Linked DNA regions of Mus musculus: all the other regions are linked to region 3. A link is a contact called in public promoter capture Hi-C data. All regions are on one chromosome and are shown on one strand. The core of a region is the stretch at or near the end of the contact, and the rest is flanking DNA. Distances in the headings are between cores, read along the strand shown.

Region 1 (4,312 bases), core at 1,265-3,764, 190 kb after region 3:
TGGCTTTAGTGCTGTGCTAGTGGGGTCCTGGTCAGAATGTCCTTTCTGCGCCAGCGAGTTCAACTCTATTCTCCCCTCTCTCTTCTATCAGATTCAGGGTATCTAGTCTTATGCTGAGGTCCTTAATGCATGTGAAGCTGAACTTTGTGCAGGGTGATGAGTACTGATGGGTTTTCTTTCTTCTACATGCAGCCATCCAATCTGATGAGCTCCAGTTGTCCAAGATGCTGTATTTTCTCCAGCGTTTTTTGCTTCTTTGTCAAAAACAAAAACAAAAACCAGGCATCCACAAGCATGTGAACTTACGTCTCAGGCTTCTGTTTGATTCCATTAACACTGGTCAATATGCCCAGTTTTGTGCTGGTTCCCTGCTGTTTTTATTACTATAGTAAAACTAAATATTAATGTATTCTCATCCCGTTAGGTTTGATGGCAAAGCTCATAGCAACCGTCACAGTGTGCTTTAATTCTCATCTGCTGAGAAATCATTATCTGAACAATTGTGATCTTTATTTTGAATTTTCTTAAATAGACATATAAAAATACTAAATTTAATGGTTTACATGTATACAATTCATTGTATAAATGGTGAGATAATGAGCATTCCCACTATGCTGAAATTTCCCAAACATAACAAAACTGATGACTATATTGGGCCAACTTACCATACATGGAAAACCCATGGAAAGGGATGACACCTGAAACGTAAACAGAGCATCAGTCACACACTGCTGCTTCATGCACGAGTTAAAGACTCAAAACTGCAAATGCACAGGTTTCTACTTTCTGCTTCGACTTTGTCTGAAATGTCAGAAAGACAGTGTTGGTAACCAACAACAGTTGTTTTAATACTCTTAGAAAAGTAAACTAGACAATTTCAAACTTGTATCTGAGACTGAGTAAGCAAGGAGTTAGTCATGAGGCAACTGTGGAAAACTACCATTGTGCCTCCGCCTAAGGTGAGAGTTAGAAAGGAGAGAACTGGCATTCTGCTCCTGTGAGTCCAGGTACAGTCAGATTGCAGCTATGAGCATGAGCATCCTTGACTGCAGCTAGGTTGTTCCCACTGTGTCAGAAACTAAGGAAGTCGTTATCCCTTCCCAACTGTGACTCATGTACTAGCAAGGAGTCAACTTATTATTACCCTCAAAAGCCCAGGTCTCAGGTTTAACTGTAACAGCATCTGCATTATGCTTTGGACCTTCTCCTTTGTGGCTTTTCAACAGAATCATGGCAAGGAATGCCCTATAAAGGCGGAGGGTTCACCAGGATTTGTAAGGAGCAGAAAGATAACCTTATTCCCATGAATAAATGTATCACACACCTCATAAATATTTACAATACATTAAAAAAGTCAACAGGGCAACACCCAATGGTCTGTCCAGTCCCCTTGCCCTGCATAGCGCCCTCCCCCAACACACACACACAGGTTTGGATCCGCCTGCTCCAATCTCTTTGGGTTGTACTATCATTTTGCTTTGCTTTCTGCTACACTATCTGTGTCTCTCAGCTCAGTTGTTTCTTTTGAAAAGACTAGATTAAAGAGAAATCTACTGATGAGACATTCAAATTCATTTTCTACTGAGATGGCAGAGCAGTAGAAACTAATATACATGCTTACAAAGAAGGGCATCAAGCTGTAAGGCTGGCCATGGAAGTAAATTTGAGAACTGTTCCTCTTAAACAACTGCATCCCACACTAGCGTCCAGTCGGCCAAGGATCAGTGAGATTTTCAAGGCATTTTTTGTAAACATCACTTTATCTAAACTATCACAACATCAATTTTACTAATAATTATATTCTTGGAGTGATTTAGGAGACATATTGACAGGGCTATAGTATAAATCTATATGGTACAATAATTGGCAAGAACTTTACACAAAGTCCACATCAGTTGCAAAGAAAGACTTAAAGTGTAACTTTAGCACACTAAACATCTTGTTATATTCCATGAAAAGTTGGAATTTATATAGCCTTGGTTCCAAACAGAATACTTGTAATTTATACTACTGAATATCTTGTAGTACACTAAATTAGTTTATCAATGCACTCTAGAAAAAAACCCCAAAATGTTTTTATTGATGTGATTGCTTACTTATTTTAACGTATAGAAATGCTGCATACTTCTAACCAATAAGGAGGCAGACCAGCACCAGCACCAGCCACCTAGCCTGAGTTCTAAGAACTCACAGTTGGATCTCAGTCTAAAGCATGCCCATCCATAAAGGACATGGGCTGTTCCCAAGGCTTGCTTGTGCTATGCTGGGTCAAACTCCGGCTCCCTGTGATGCCTACTTTGTAGTCCCAATTTTGACCATGAAAGTCATATACAACCCTTCTGGAAATGTGCAGAAATGGTTAATTTTGCCCCAGCTCTGTCACAAGTGGGAACCCTCTGAGGTTCTATGAGGCTCTTGATTTGTTCCTCAGAAAAAATAGTCTGGCACAGATCCCCATTTTATTCTCCTCTGAAAGCCGATGACTAAAACCTCTAAGTATTTTCCTCCCCACACAGCCACAGCTAAGACAGTGCATTTAGACAGTTGTTTTTGGACCTGAGTAGGGTCTGTGTTCTTATCTGCTACATTTCTTCTTTGTGAACTATTCCGGTTGGGAGATAATTAATGGGTTTGGATTGTTATCTAATGTGCTTGCTAGTCTCCCGGATACATACTATCTATGTTCTCATTCAAGGCAATATAAAAATGGTGACAGAGAAAGGGTGAGGATAGTAACTGTCCCTAGGCTTCAGTGCATGGCCCAGTGCCCTGCTGCAGTCAGTGAAGGCCATGACTGGTGACAGCATACTTGCTTGGCCAATCTAGTTTTGTCACTTAGGAGCTTTTTGTGTCTTTCAGTAAGCTTCTTAACTTCTGCAAGCGTCACTTCCCTTATGCACAAATCAGAGAACATAAACCTACTTTACATGGTTAAATGAGATAATAACTATGGCTCAGAAGTAAAATGCATGGGTTTGTAGTAAATGTATACAGTTGATATAGGCATTCACAAAATAATGTCAGTATTTCTTTGTTAAAAACAATTCAATAAGAGCATCATCATGGGAACCCCGTTATTATTGTGAGCTAGTGTGCCAGACCACCCAGAAGTTAGGCAGCAGGGGTCTGAAGTGTCACCTGCTCTAAGTCTAAAGAACTCTTTCTCCGGTGTCTCACCTGAAAGCATGAGGCACATTTATAATACACTGGGCTACTTTGGCAGCTTCTGGTGCTTATTAAGGTTCTTGTTATCGCTCTTTGTTTAGCCTCTATGCTTTGAAAATGGTCTCCCTTTTAATGCCCAGCAGGCCCTCCCTCCCCTACACTAGGAGGCTGAGGTCACTGGCATGAACTCTGGCCTGTCTGTTGTTTATTCCTGACTATTTCTTACTTGCATCCTCAGCAGGAAGACATTTCCGTTCCCCTTTCAGCTCGCTAAATCCTGTTTCCTTAACTTCTCCAGCTGTCAGCAAGATAATTCCACTGTGAGCTAGGAAAAGCTGTTATGCTTTTAAAGGAGTATTTACACAAACAAATAGTAATATGGAGCAGAGAGAGAGTGGCCAGGAAAACAGACCATTTACCCATTGGCTGGCTGTACAACAAGCCTGCCAATCCCTGATTTGGAATCGTGTCCATCAGCTCTCCTTCCTCCTTCACGTTTATTATCCCACAAGTATCTCCTGAACCTCTAGGATATGCTGGATGTTCTTCTAAGGACTGCAACTGGCCGTTTGTAATGGAAAAATCATAAAATACGTTTCTACATTCAGACAGTAATAAATGCTATCAAGAAAAATAGCAGACTAAAGAGGGATGAGGGGCACAGTCAGGCCAGGCAAAGGGAGAAGAAGCCAGTGGCTGGATGCTCTGGCAGCCAACCGACGGCTGTGAGGAGAAAAGTTCACTGTGCACAGCTAGTGTAAGGAGGATGGCCGGGCTCTGTCCTTCTATTGTGGAGCATAGAAGCACAGTGACCTTCTAAGTTTTGTATCTTTAGTTTCTATGGAAACCTTTCAACCAAAGATTTTATATATAACCCTCCCACTCCTATATATGCCCTCATCACAATCAACATTCTACACTCCTTCCCTTTACTTTCCCAGACACCTTTACATGTAGTATATTTTCTGCCTATACAGTCCTAACTTCTGATAGCCAAATCGGGGGTTTCTCTGCCTGTGGTGGTTAGATTTGCTTCAGACAACTGAAGGTTTCTCTCAACCTTGACCTTGCCATGGCAATGATGAGCAGGGAGGAGTGAGCTGTTTCCCAAACCTTCTGCTTCTGTAGTTTGTTGTTCTGTGGTTCT
Region 2 (4,461 bases), core at 20-2,519, 140 kb after region 3:
AACAAACAAACAAACAAACAAAAAAACTTCTGGTAGCATATCTCTGGTAAGGCAAGAGATAGAACTGGGCAGATATGAGACACAGATGGGAGAAAGTTTTCACTATATGCGTTCTTTGAATTTAATTTATATTATTTTATAGCTATTATTATAATATTATTTATTATTACTTATTATTATATTACTTAGCTCCTAGTTACTCTTAGGCCCTCATCCTCCCATATATTTTGAGACAACTTAATCTAATTTCTATCTTCCCCAATGGCAATTGGTTACATTTATGTCTTGATTTTGGTGAGATTGTCTTTTGTAATACATTCGCAATCAAGACTGAATTATTTCTGCCGCCCCCCACCCCCCGCCATCTTGGCTTAGATCTTTGATAAGCTGTTACTACTTCATGCCCTTCATGTTAAATCATTTTTAATAAAAATATCACCTTTATTGTAATTAAAATATGTTTCCCATTCTCCTTTCTAAGTGCTGATTGTCAACAAGAGAACATTTCAAGTTCCTTATCTAATTCCTGAAATGCTGATAAAATTATCCTTTTTATTTAAATTTTTTTTCTGTATGGGTGTCTCATTTGCATGTGTGATTATGCACCACATGTGTGCCTAGTGTCCACAGAAGTCATAAGATGGCATCAGATCACCTGACACTGGAAATACAGGTGGCTGTGAACTGCTACGTAAGTGCTGGGATCTGAACTTGGCTTTAGAGTAGTCGATGCGCGTAACCATTGAGCCATCTCTGCAGAACCTAACCATAGTGTTCTCGAAGCACATAACTACATTCTCAGCATAGACATCTTATTTCAATGGTCACAACTGTTATTTCATATTCTATTTTAATGAATTTGTTAGATTCCAAGAACAAGTACTAATAATACTTGTAACTTCATTTTCAGGCTCCTGGCTTCAATGGAGGCAAGTCTAGTTATTGTTATTTTGGTTTAATACGAAGCTGAGAGGTTGTTGCTTTAAAGGCATAGAGGAACTGAACCTTGGGGTTTCCTGTGATTCAATAGAAGCGTTTGTTCTTCTCTCCCACACCTATTTTAGATGTTCATTTCAAATTGCTTGTACAGTGCATCAAATGTATGGTATGCTGATTGTGGTAGACTGTTACTAAATCAACTGTACTTGCATATGTTTCCTGCCTCTTTGGGCTCTTCTTTCCCACATCGATTTCACACACGCATCTGACTCTAGCCAACTGGACATGGGCAGGCATGATGCAATCAGAGCCGGATAAGCAATTGCACAATAGAACTGGTGCTCTTGGAAGAGGTCTGCACTCAGAATCCTGTACAGTGTTGGAGGAAAGATTGGGCTAGTCTATGAATGATAAGAAGCTGTTTTGTCCCATTCAGCGACCATTATGTAAGTCACACAGTAACACTACATGGATGAGAATTCCTCATCTGAGTTCATCCAGGCCACAGAATCACACAGAGTAATAATATAGTGCATTAAATTAGTGATTCTCAACCTGTGAGTTGTGACCCCTTTGTGGGTGCCATGACCTTTTCACTGGGGTTGTTTATCAGATATCCTGCATATCAGATATTTACATTACGATTCAGAACAGTAGCCAAATTACAGTTATGGATTAGCAATGAAAATAATTTTGTGGTTGGGGGTCACCACAACATGAGGAACTGTATTAAGGGGTCACAGCATTAGGAAGGTTGAGAATCACCATTTTAAATTAGTTTATTTGATGTTTATAACCAAAAAAACACATCCCCGGGAGATTGTTGTAATAATGAACCATGGTGACAGATTTTTCTGATCTGAGGTAACCCCAAATATGTAACTGCTATCTTTTACTTACCACTCTTGATTAACTGCTAGACTCTTGTTGGGTGATTTATTTTCTCATTTAATTTTTGATAATTCTAATATTGTATTACAGAACTTAGGTTTCTCTGTGGCCCAGAGTTATCCAGGTTACATTTTAGCCATCGATTTTGAACAGTTAAACACTCGACTGTGAAACTGTCTGGTCATAAAACCTTCCAGTGTTGACATCATCCTTTCCAGATCCTCTAGAGGAACTCATGCTTAGAGTTTCTAGATTTTTGATATTTTTACATGTCACTTATAGAATATGCATGCTATATATTTTGAAATATTAATACTTAAGGCATTTTGCGACTCTCAGTTTCTTTCACGTATGTAATTGTGCCTCTTATTTCTAAGCTTTTGTGCTTTACTCTTTCTTTTTTAATACTTCTTTTTTTGGGAGGGTGTGTTGGGAGTTGATCTAGGGTCTTACACATTCTGATCAAATGTACCATTGAGTTATATTCATAACTCTTAGTGATTTCTTTTACCCTCTATGAAGATCTTCTAATCTATTTAGTAAGCTTTTCAAACACTTGAACGTGTGATGGATTTACTATTTATTATATGGCCTTTTAAATTTTTCATCTTTATTAATTTAATCTTTTTTTTTCTTTTTAAAAGTTCTATTTCAAAATTGAAAGCTTCACCAAGGAAGAACTTCAGTGCTCTGCCAGTCTCTTCCCTCCACCTTCACTCCCTGGGTGATCTTTTAAAAACAATCATCAAAATATTCATATTTTAATGGATAAATATTAAGTGGGGTGATAATTATTTCTTTTTTTATCTTTTTATTAGATATTTTCCTTATTTACATTTCAAATGTTATCCCCTTCCCTAGTTTCCCCTCCGAAAACCCCCTATTCCTGCTCACCAACCCACCCATTCCTGCTTCTTGGCCCTGGCATTCTCCTATACTGGGGCATATAAGCTTTACAGGACCAAAGGCCTCTCCTCCCATTGATGACCAACTAGGCCATGCTCTGCTACATATGCAGCTAGATATGCTGAGTTCCACCATGAGTTCCACCATGTGCTTTCTTTGGTTGGTGGTTTAGTCCCAGGAGCTCTCAGGGTACTGGTTAGGTCATATTGTTGTTCCCACTATGGGGCTCCAAACCCCTTCAGCTCCTTGGGTCCTTTCTCTAGTTCTTTCATTGGGGACTCTGTGCTTAGTGCAATGGTTGGCTGAGATTATCCACCTCTGTATTTGTCAGGCAATGGCAGAGCCTCTTAGGAGACAGCTATATCAGTCTCCTGTCAACAAGCTCTTGTTGGCATCCACAATAGAGTCTAGGTTTGGTGATTGTATATGGCATGGATCCCCCAGGTAGGACAGTCTCTGGATGGCCTTTCCTTCAGTCTCTGCTTCACACTATGTCTCTGTAACTCCTTCCATGGGTATTTTGTTCCCCCTTCTAAGAAGGACCGAAGCATCCACACTTCGGTCTTCCTTCTTCTTGAGTTTCATGTGTTTTGTGAATTGTATCTTGGGTATTCTGAGCTTCTGGGCTAATATCCACTTATCAGTGAGTGCATACAGCAGCAAGAATCCTTCAGGAAAGCAAGAACCTTTCCTTTATAAGAAAATTGGCCTCTGACTGGAGCCACACACCACATTCCAGTTGCTCCTGCAGCAGGCTGCTCCACTCTCTTTGGCAAGTGAGTATTAATTTTCCCTTTAGGACACCTGCTTCCCTGTGACCTCATCTCCATCCAAGTACAGGCTATGACTCAGGCCTAGCTAGTCATCATTCTCTATCCAGTTGGCCAGTGATTGACTCAGGAACTCAAGATGACCCAAAATGGGCCAATCAATCATCCTCCAAGGTTTTAATAAGAGCGATTTAGAAGGAGGCTGCTTTTGCCTTGGGATTTCAGATGATATGACCTAAGATTATTAAGAGCTGCCAGAGGTTGCCAGCCTTTATTGCCTGTAGAAAGGCATCTAAGAGCCATGAAAATGCACAGGAGGAGAGAGAAAATCTCTTCTTGACATCCTTAATGACATCAGTTGTACCATTGATCAGTATGCCTGGAGGTGATTAATTCTGTTTGAGCATCCTTGTTATAAGAGTAAATGTTCACCTTTGTTTAGTGGGCCTGAATGTGTGCCCTAACTCATAAGCTGAATTCTGACAAACACAGGAAACATGGTGTCTTAGTTAGGGTTTCTATTACTGTGAAGAGACACCACGACCATGCCAACTCTTATAAAAGAAAATGTGTCATTGGGGCCCGCTTACAGTTCAAAGGTTTAGTCCAGTATCATTACGGCAGAGAGACATGGAGCTGGAGGGGTAGCTGAGAGTTCTACATCCAGATCTTCAGACAGCAGGAAGAGAGAGAGAGAGAGAGAGAGAGAGAGAGAGAGAGAGAGAGAGAGATTGAGTCTGGCTTGAACTTATGAAACCTCAAAGCCCACCCCCAGTGACATACTTCCTCCAACAAGGCCACACCCTGTATGTAATAGTGCCACCCACTATAGACCTACGGGGGCCATTTTCATTCAACCACCACACATGGTATCAAGAAAACATGATCTGTCTATGAGAGTCAAGTCACCCCCCCCCCATACACACACACAGTTTAGATGTTACTATGTGGCCCT
Region 3 (4,436 bases), core at 1,694-4,193:
AACAATCTCTTACTATGCCTAACTTATGAATTATACTTTGTTGAAGATGTGTATACATTGGAAAAACAGCATGCATAGGGGGTTTCAACTGGATGTCTTCAACTGGACAAGATTATACAAGGCATACGAGAGAGATTACAGCATTAGCAGGGTTCACAGAGGGCTTCAGGAAAAGCTTAAAATTCCTGGGCTCCTGAAGACTTTAGACATCCACAACTGAAAAGAAAACCTGAGTTTCCTCTTTTTACTTGATAAAACATCTGAATACCATTTAAAAGCTTACGCAATAAGCTCAAACAAACATTTCTATTTAGTCTAGTATACGATATCAAAGTATATAAAAATAGCCTGTAACTTAATGCATCTAAGAGTTAGGGGTTTTTGTTTACTTATTTTTGTTGGTTTTTTTTTTTAGATTTTTTAAATATTTTTATTACATATTTTCCTCAATTAAATTTCCAATGCTATGCCAAAAGTCCCCCCATACCCCCCCCCCACTTCCCTACCCACCCATTCCCATTTTTTTTTTTTTTGGCCCTGGCGTTCCCCTGTACTGGGACATATAAAGTTTGCGTGTCCAATGGGCCTCTCTTTCCAGTGATGGCCGACTAGGCCATCTTTTGATACATATGCAGCCAGAGTCAAGAGCTCTGGGGTACTGGTTAGTTCATAATGTTGTTCCACCTATAGGGTTGCAGATCCCTTTAGCTCCTTGGGTACTTTTTTTTTGTTTTTTATTTTGTTTTGTTTTTTAGACAGGGTTTCTCTGTGTAATAGCCCTGGATGTCCTGGACTCACTCTGTAGACCAGGCTGGCCTTGAAATTACAAAAACTGCACCTGTCTCTGCCTCCCAACTGCTAGGAATGCAGCACCACACACCCAGCCTCTAAGAAAGTCTTTTTTTTTTTTTTAAATATAAATATTCTCACAGAAACATGATCTTCTCTATAATTATATGCAATTAGTAGGGCTGCCAATGCCAAGCAGGGCAGAAGCAGACAAGCCAAGGCTCCAGAGCACTGCACAGTTTTACCTTCTGATGTTTTCCACTGTTTCCACAAATCCTCAACAGTTATGTGCTTATCTTCTCTGTGCAGGTGACTATGTTTATTCGTAGCATCTTTATATTTCATATCTTCTCTGATAAACTATGAAAGAGAAAACATTAAGTTAAACATAAGTAAGATCCTTTGGGCCTGATAAACTAAGAACAAGAGTGTTATGTGGTGTCTTTTTTCCAGACACTAATACACTGTTGGTATTTTAAGCCATTTTCTCATGCTTGCTAAACACATTTTACAAAATGTCTTCTAATCATGAAAACAGAGGCAGTGAGGTTTTTATTCAAAGTTTATCACTTAATAGATATGAGTCTACATTTATTTACACTGCATGTGAATACACATCCACACACACAAAGATTTAGAAAGCCATAGAGTCTGAACTTGGTGATGGTCCTGTGAGGAAGGCACTACTGATATTTCACAAATGGGAAGCTGTCTTAGTCAGGGTTTCTATTCCTGCACAAACATCATGACCAAGAAGCAAGTTGCGGAGGAAAGGGTTTATTCAGCTTACACTTCCATACTGCTGTTCATCACCAAGGAAGTCAGGACTGGAACTCAAGCAGGGCAGGAAGCAGGAGCCGATGCAGAGGCCATGGAGGGATGTTCTTTACTGGCTTGCTTCCCCTGGCTTGCTTCCCCTGGCTTGCTCAGCCTGCTCTCTTATAGAACCCAAGACTACCAGCCCAGAGATGGTCCCACCCACAAGGGGCCTTTCCCCCTTTATCACTAATTGAGAAAACACCCCACAGCTGGATCTCATGGAGGCATTTCCTCAACTGAAGCTCCTTTCTCTGTGATAACTCCAGCTGTGTCAAGTTGACACAAAACTAGCCAGTACAGAAGCCAAGGCGAGGGAGGCTAAGTAACATGCCCAAGATTAAGACAATGGACAAGCATTGAGACACCAACCAATGTCACAAGCTACAGTCAAGCACACAGTTCAGCTACTGTCACAATATTACATTTTGACACACAATCAGTGATGAGGTATTTCCAACAAAACTAACACTAATCTCAATCACTTTTACCATAGTATTTTTCTACCATCTAAGCTATTACTCAAAGTAGGCTACAATGTAATACTAGCATATTTTATAAACCTATGCATACCCTTATTAAGCATACCTTAAAATATTTAGAGATAAAGCAGCAAAATTAAGCTCTGTTAAAACTTAACCAGATCTTTAATATTTCTTTTCCACTGTTCAATAAATTTAAAAATTTTATTTTTTATAGCCTGTAAATCATTTACCTCCTCAAACTTTCTCCAAATAAAAGTACTACTCTAAATATACAATATTTTAAATCATTGTGCTTTCTAACTCAACATTTCTCCTCCTCTTCTCCTCCTTCTTCTTCTGTTTTGTTATTTTATTTTATCTGTCTTGACTATTACTTAGTTTCAAAAGAAGATCATAGACTGTTTCAGAAATTCAGAATGCAGAAAGTCACAGTCCCAAGTGTCTTTAACCCAAAAAGCAAAGTTCTTATTTTTTTATATATTAACAATCAGCAGCATCTCAGACATGACAACATTCTGGTTTGACAAGAATAAACGACTTAACAGCTATATAATAATATTAAGCAAATCATTTACTTTTCTAAGCTTCAAAACTTTTTGTAAAGGTATAGTTAAAAGGGCTTGTCTGGCTATTCCCGCCCACCCTTCCTACTCTTCCAAACTGCTATCTTTAGGATCTAGTAGAATACTTAGGGGATGTGGGATCACTGTACCTGAGATGCTTAGAACCTGCTCTTCTTGGAAGAGATCCAAGGGCTGAATAGAAAATCGAGACTGAAAAGCATGATGAGAGACTGAGCAAAGAGGAAGCCAGCTTTGGAAACAGTCCAGTCAGCTGGAACAAATAGCAACTGTTCCATTTATGGGATACACATCAAAAAGAATGTCCCAGGAAATCCTCCTCACTGTGTGAGCACTAGTCACTGAAAAGGACAGTTCTGTGGCTTTAGAAATGAGCTAGTTTCCATCCATGTGGATGAGATGTGATACTTAGCTAATATCTGAGAAATTACAGAATAAGTTGATGGCTATATATGAAGTGTGTGCTTAACAAATCAAGAGGGAGTGTGGGTAACAGAACACTGGTGACATGGAGGCAAAGGGGAGAAGAATGGAGAGGAAGGCCTAAGTGCAAAGAGGCGAAGGCAGGAAGGCAGAGCCGGGGAGAAGGAGACTAACACTAGGAAGCTTTGAAACAGTAATGTGGAAGCCTACTGTTCTATAAACTCCATGTGTGTGCTTTCCATGTGAGAGGGAGCGCCCCTACACAGGATAAAAAGTTCCTCCAAAAACTATGGGTTCTTAAACAATAACCCTAGTACCAAGAGTAGGATACTTCCCCTAGAGTTGTTTGGGATGCCCCAAAACCTCCCCCAACAATAAAATAACCATTTTTAAGAAAGCTAGGTAAAATCCAAATAGATGGAATTATACTTTTCCTAGAATTATCTAAAAATACTTTTGCTTTAAGCAAACATGACCACAGGATAATAAAACTTTGCAACAACAAACTCAAAGGCACATCTGGCTCCATTAAGCTCTCCTCTCTATCCTATAAAACACAAAATTGTGCCTGCTCGCTCAGATTTCTCTAAGCTATTAATTTGGTGGGGAAAAAAAAGGCCAACTAGAGAAATTTTGAAAATTCATAAATAACTAAAAAGATAAGCAAAAGACAACTCATTTAACTTACTAAAATACATGAGTTGAGAAATCTGAAAGCAAAATTTGAAATTCAATTAAGTAAATAACATCCTTGGTGGACATGTCTAATCACACACAAACCTCCTCCAAGAAATCGTAAGCTGACAGTACTAACCAGGACTGCTCTGTGAATAAGTGCTTACTATATATGCTTTTCAAAGGGAGTCACAGGGATAGCCATACTAAATAAGCTATTCTAGTACCACTAAACACATTTCAGTTTTTGCACCTGTAATATCTATCACGTTTTTTGTACTGTTGCTTTTGTGACTCTTCTGTAATAAAAGCTAATGCATATCACTAAAACTATTATTGGACATTTATTCTGTTTCGTTTCAGCCCTTTCCCCTAAGAACTACTATCTTAATAAAGCCCCATGCCTATATCCCATCATCCTCCCCGACTCTATCACCCACTTACACAGCTACTGGATCAGAGGGCAGATAGCTCACCTAAAGGAGAACTGCAACTATACAAGAATGATAGGGTTTTTACACACACACACACACACACACACACACACACACACACACACACACACACACACACACACACACACCAAAACCCTGCAATTAAAATCATGGAAGTCCATGCTTTAGCTATGACTCTGGATCTTCAAGGAGGTAAATACTCTGGTTTTAAA

What was found. Capture Hi-C pulls out chosen DNA fragments and counts their contacts.
Region 1: a promoter capture Hi-C map of adipose tissue shows a contact between it and region 3. The contact joins two enhancer-like sites. A contact is called at or near these places in 3 of 9 other capture datasets (adipose tissue, liver and pancreatic islet).
Region 2: a promoter capture Hi-C map of adipose tissue shows a contact between it and region 3. The contact joins two enhancer-like sites. A contact is called at or near these places in 2 of 484 Hi-C or Micro-C datasets (CD4 T cells and ECoMG-derived neutrophils), 2 of 115 datasets of contacts at active chromatin or transcription factors (double positive thymocytes and microglia) and 2 of 9 other capture datasets (adipose tissue and liver).

What each region holds. Positions count from the first base shown.
Region 1 is chr5:53,880,048-53,884,359 of GRCm38.p6, reverse strand. Tbc1d19 (TBC1 domain family, member 19) reads right to left here. Exons shown (of 21, transcript NM_144517.4): 16 at 666-698. Among named protein-coding and RNA genes, the nearest start is that of Gm40305, 45 kb to the left of the region's middle. Within about 2 kb of position 2,514, at least 26 of the 459 cell types and tissues checked have an H3K27ac peak or open chromatin away from gene starts, as enhancers often do. A contact at or near this core is called in adipose tissue, where this site is marked.
Region 2 is chr5:53,934,164-53,938,624 of GRCm38.p6, reverse strand. Gm40305 (a long non-coding RNA gene) reads right to left here. Exons shown (of 3, transcript XR_868426.1): 2 at 4,097-4,175. Among named protein-coding and RNA genes, the nearest start is that of Gm40305, 8.8 kb to the right of the region's middle. Within about 2 kb of position 1,269, at least 44 of the 459 cell types and tissues checked have an H3K27ac peak or open chromatin away from gene starts, as enhancers often do. A contact at or near this core is called in adipose tissue, where this site is marked.
Region 3 is chr5:54,071,993-54,076,428 of GRCm38.p6, reverse strand. Stim2 (stromal interaction molecule 2) reads right to left here. Exons shown (of 12, transcript NM_001081103.2): 3 at 1,035-1,149. Among named protein-coding and RNA genes, the nearest start is that of Stim2, 76 kb to the right of the region's middle. Within about 2 kb of position 2,943, at least 27 of the 459 cell types and tissues checked have an H3K27ac peak or open chromatin away from gene starts, as enhancers often do. A contact at or near this core is called in adipose tissue, where this site is marked.